Linked DNA regions of Macaca mulatta: region 2 is linked to region 1. The links are chromatin contacts, called in public Hi-C maps. All regions are on one chromosome and are shown on one strand. Each heading gives the region's core, a stretch centred on a gene start, on an enhancer-like site or on the middle of the called end of the contact. The rest is flanking DNA. Distances are from core to core; before and after follow the strand shown.

Region 1 (2,537 bases), core at 15-2,514:
GGAGTGCTGTGGCACATTCTCCGCTCACTGCACCTCTGCCTCCCGGGTTCAAGTGATTCTCCTGTCTCAGCCTCCCTAGTAGCTGGGACTACAGGTGCGCGCCACCACGCCCAGCTAATTTTTTTGTATTTCTAGTAGAGACAGGGTTTCACCATGTTGGCCAGGCTGGTCTCGAACTCCTGACCTCAGGTGATCCGCCCCCACCTCGGCCTCCCAAAGTGCTGGGATTACAGGCGTGAGCTGCCGGGCCCAGCCACCAGTGTGTTCTTTTCACTGTCCTTGGGTGGTTCATCTGGTTTCGGGATTTTTTTTTTTTTTTTTGAGACGGAGTTTCACTCTGTTGCCCAGGCTGGAGTGCAGTGACACGATCTCGGCTTACTAGAGCCTCTGCCTCCCGGGTTCAAGCGATTCTTCTGCCTCAGCCTCCCTGAGTAGCTGCGCTGGCGCGCGCCATCACACCAAGCTAATATTTTTTGTATTTGTTTAGTAGACATGGGTTTTCACCATGTTGGCCGGGCTGGTCTCGAACTCTTGACCTCGGGGGATCCGCCCGCCTCGGCCTTCCAAAGTGCTGGGATTACAGGCGTGAGGCCCCGCGCCCGGGCTGCCTTCGGGATTTTAAGCTAAATTTCTCTTTGTAAAACCTATTCCAGTTAGTTCATTATGCAAAAGGTACAAAGGTTTATCTCTGCTTTTTTGTACTTGAAATAATTCATCAATTTTATGCAAACAAGTTCGAGACCTTCCTCAACAGGCCACCTTTCTTGTGAAAAGATGTTTACAAGATTTCAATTCAAATCTGCCTTTACAGGTCCTTTTTGGGGCTACCCAAGTCTTTCCCTCCGTCGCGTTCTGCGGGAATGAGCTGCGCAGCGCTCCGCCCGGGCCCGCTCAAGCCTCACCTCTTGCAGCGCCTTCCAGTTTTGAGAAAAGTCTTCTGGTGCCTTTGGAGGTCGCACCACAACACCGGGGCCGCTTCCTGGCTTCTTGCTTACTTCCTGCGCCTTGCTTTTCCAAAACCTTTTTTTCTTCTTGTTTTTCTTCCGAGTGAGCGTCTTGACAGGACCCGGCTTAGCCACCGGGCTACTCGGGGCGCCCTTGGAGGCGGGGACCTTCGCCTTCACCATCCTGCTGCGGTCCAGCGCCTGGGCCGGCGGCCACCCGAGACCCTGGCCTCCCCGGGCCCGGCGCCGCGGCAGCACAAGGGCCTGCCCAGGCCAGGCCGAAACACACTCACCGCAGCAACCTGGCCCAGGAAAAGGCTCCGGAAGAGACCCCGCATGCGTCCAGCGTGCCTCAGTGCGCACGCTCCAGTTCCCGGAAGTGCTCGTCTCTCCGCAAACGGCTGGAAACCCGGCCCCCGCCTCTGGTTCCGCGCAGCCTGGGCGGTTCGCCCGCACCGGACTTGGGCCGCAGTCTTAGCCAGCGGCATCCGGGGTCATCGACCTCGAGTTTGAATGGGCAAGCCGAGGACCTCCCCAAGATCCGGGATGGGGATAAGAGAGGCGGACGCCACAAGGGAACTGGTGGGCCGCCGTGTGTGTAGCACCGGGTGGGGCAGCAGCGCGTGGGGGCACTGGGCGGTCGGGCTAGTGAGAGCCGGGCTTGGTCCCTGGACTGCGTCCTGGACTCTCGGGCCTTTCCCGCCTTGGGCTGCTCCACGCTTAGCCTCACAGCGGCTCATCTTCTATATACAGTGGGGAAACTGAGGCCCAGGCACGGGGAGGAGTTCCCGCCAGTTTACTGTGAAGCAGGAGGAGCCGCAGACAAGAAACCCTCAGACACTGAATTGTAGAAGGAAAGGGCTTTATTTAGCTGGGAGCATCTGCAAACTCAGGTCTCCAAAAACCGAGCTCCCGGAGTGTGCAATTCCTGTCCCTTTTAAGGGCTTACAACTCTAAGGGGGTCCGTGTGAGAGGGTCGTGATGATTGAGCAAGCAGGGGGCACGTGCCTCGGGGCTGCCTGCACCGGTAATCAGAAAGCAACAGAACAGAACAGGGATTTTCACAATGCTTTTCCATACGTCTGAAATCTATAGATAACATAACCAGTTAGGTCAGGGGTCGATCTTTAACCAGGCCCAGGGCGCAGCGCCAGGCTGTCTGCCTGTGGATTTTATTTCTACCTTTTAGTTTTTACTTCTTTCTTTGGAAGCAGAAATTGGGCATAAGACAATATGAGGGGTGGTCTCCTCCCTTAACCTCTGTCTCCTGGGTTCAAGTGATTCCCCTGCCTCAGCCTCCTGAGTAGCTGGGATTACAGGTGCACGCTACCATGCACTGCTCATTTTTGTATTTTTAGTAGACCTGGGGTTTCGCCATGTTGGCCAGGCTGTCTCAAACTCCTGACCTCAAGTGATCCATCTGCCTTGGCCTCCCAAAGTGCTAGTATTACAGGTGTGAGCCACTGTGCTCAGCTGGGAGTGGATAGATTTGATGTGCATGTGTAACAGGCAAAGGTTGATGGAGTAACAGGGAAGTGAGGCTCCTAGGATTTTGGTCTGAGCAACTGGGTGTGGCCATTTATCATCTCAATA
Region 2 (2,537 bases), core at 17-2,516, 85 kb before region 1:
CTGGGGGTAAGGTTTACTTTTTTTTTTTTTTTTTTTTTTTGAGACAGAGTCTCGCTGTGTTGCCCAGGCTGGAGTGCAATGGCATGATCTCTCCTCACTGCAAACTCCACCTCCCGGGTTCAAGCGATTCTCTTGCCTCAGCCTCCTGAGTAGCTGGGATTACAGGCGTCCACCACTGTGCCCGGCTAATTTTTGTATTTTTAGTAGAGACGGGGTTTCACCATGTTGGCCAGGATGGTCTCGATCTCCTGACCTTGTGATCCGCCTGCCTCGGCCTCCCAAAGTTCTGGGATTACAGGCGTGAGGCCCCATGCCAGGACAATGTTTACTTTTTAAATGGGAGAAATCAGTATGTAAAGTAGGAGCTGAATTGTTTTAATAAATGGAAACAAAAAAAAAACTTGAAAAAGGATGAGAAAGACAGACGGAAGACATACTGAGTAATGAGAAAAGTCACAAGATTTTGGATTTGCTATCACCGATATACCGTCCTTGAATAAAAAGGAAACCCTGTTTAACCTCTGGTGGGTCCAGAGACGCTGCTGCTCTCCTCTCCTCCTGGGCCCAGACAGCACTGACAAGTCCCCGCTGTCGGCTTCCCCGCCCGATTGTCTACTTCCCTTGTGCAGCCTGGTCACCAGGCCATGAGAACCCTAAGGGCAGGAGCCCTCTGCCATCCTCCTCCTCCCCACACCGCACCATGTCCGTAATGAAGGGACTGAAAGGGTCTTTTCCCACTGACTGACCGTTACTCCTGTCTCTACTAAACCCCCTCTCTACTAAAAATACAAAAATTAGCTGGGCGTGGTGACGCGCGCCTGTAATCCCGGCTACTCTGGAGGCTGAGACAGGAGAATCTCTTGAATCCGGGAGGCGGAGCTTGCAGTGAGGCGAGATCTCATCACTGCACTCCAGCCTGGGGGACAGAGCGAGACTCTGTCTCCAAAAAAAAAAAAAAAAAGCAAGGGAAACGGCGGTAATTTCACAAGTCACTTAGATTTTTTTTTCCAGTACTTTACGGACTCGTCTACACCGGCTCCGGCCGCCTCCCCGTTTCGCAGGCCCCTCAGTCCCAGCCCGGCCATGTGCGTTACCCCGCGTGCGCGCCTGCTGCTCCGGGCCCGAATGGGAGCAGATCTTCTTGGCCAGGCTCTGCAGGTAGGCGTCCTTGGCAAGTAGAGAGGCCATGGCGGAGACCCGAGCCGTTCACAACTCACACCTTCCCGGCTGCGCGTGCGACTCTCACCACGTCCGCCGGAAACCACCACACGGGCAGGCGCCGCCAGACGAGCGCCGAGCCGCCAGCCCGAGCGCTCGATTAGTCAGGCCTGACTCCGCCGGAAGCGGCGCGCGGGGCGGAGAGCACAGTATTGTGGGCCGAGGGCAGCCAATCTCCGCCGGGAGTGGGTGCAGCCGGGGACCCCGAGGCCGGGCCTCAGCGCCTCCATCACCCGGGTCCCGCACGTGTCCCTGCGCTCCCCTCACCCCTACACCCGGCGCAGCAGGCCCTCCTGAGTAGGGGCGAAATGAGTGAATGACCAGCAGTACATTCATTCAGTCCTTTGGAGTGGGGGGCCTCCGGTCTCAGGCGGACGCAGACTGAGCGCCTGGCACGTGGCAGGCCCTAGGTTCAGTCCTAGGGGACACAAGCAGTGTGTCACACACACAGATGTGCTCTTGGCTAGTGTCTGCCGTAGAGGTGGCTGATAAACCTGGCAAGCGTGTGACTGTCAGGTGAGGGCAGCGCCAAAGAAAGCCCCAGGGGAAAAGGGAGAAGTGTTGGGCGGGAGGGAGCCGGCGTGTTCAAGGAAGAGCCCCTGCGCAGTGACTTTTGCTCTGAAAAATAGACTTACACACTACGATCTTCCCTCCGCCCCGGGAAAGGAGTCTCGCTCTATTGCCCAGGCTGGAGTGAAGTGGCGAGATCTAGGCTCACTGCAACCTCCGCCTCCCGGGTTCACGCCATTCTCCTGCCTCCGCCTCCCGAGTAGCAGGCGCCCGCCACCACGCCCGGGTAATTTTTTGTATTTTTTAGTAGAGACGGAGTTTTACCGTGTTAGTCAGGATGGTCTCGATCTCCTGACCTCGTGATCCGCCCGCCTCGGCATCCCAAAGTGCTGGGATTACAGGCGTGAGCCACCGCGCCCGGCCTAATTTTTGTATTTTTAGTAGAGACGGGGTTTCACCATATTGGCCAGGCTGGTCTGGAACTCCTGACCTCAGGTGATCCACCCACCTCTGCCTCCCATAGTGCTGGGATTGCAGGCATGAGCCACTGTGCCCGGCCCACACTACGATATTTAACACAAGATGTGGCCTTTATAATAACTCACTAGGGGCAGGAGAAAGGAGAGGTCATGGTCTGAGGCTTGGGACCACCACACCCCAGTTCCTGCACTGGAAAATTACAGGCTCGTTAAGGACCCAGAGCCCCTTCCAGGGCCACCCTGTTGGTCGAGAAGGGAGAACTTGAGTCTTAAATTACAATTTGAAAACGTGGCTGCTAATATATATATATTAGAAACAGTAAGAACTGT

Evidence for each region. A called contact is a pair of places that touch in the nucleus more often than the background predicts.
Region 2: a Hi-C map of liver shows a contact between it and region 1, with 2.7 times the contacts expected there. The contact joins the promoter of SURF6 here to the promoter of REXO4 in region 1. A contact is called at or near these places in 2 of 14 Hi-C or Micro-C datasets (blood and liver).

The regions. Positions count from the first base shown.
Region 1 is chr15:9,104,648-9,107,184 of T2T-MMU8v2.0, reverse strand. It overlaps REXO4 (REX4 homolog, 3'-5' exonuclease), which reads right to left and starts at 1,264. Exons shown (of 8, transcript XM_077967246.1): 1 at 903-1,264. It overlaps ADAMTS13 (ADAM metallopeptidase with thrombospondin type 1 motif 13), which reads left to right and starts at 1,313. Exons shown (of 30, transcript XM_077967214.1): 1 at 1,313-1,526.
Region 2 is chr15:9,189,629-9,192,165 of T2T-MMU8v2.0, reverse strand. It overlaps SURF6 (surfeit 6), which reads right to left and starts at 1,266. Exons shown (of 5, transcript NM_001194177.2): 1 at 1,095-1,266. The coding sequence starts at 1,188. LOC144334990 (a long non-coding RNA gene) reads right to left here. Exons shown (of 3, transcript XR_013405335.1): 3 at 2,099-2,238.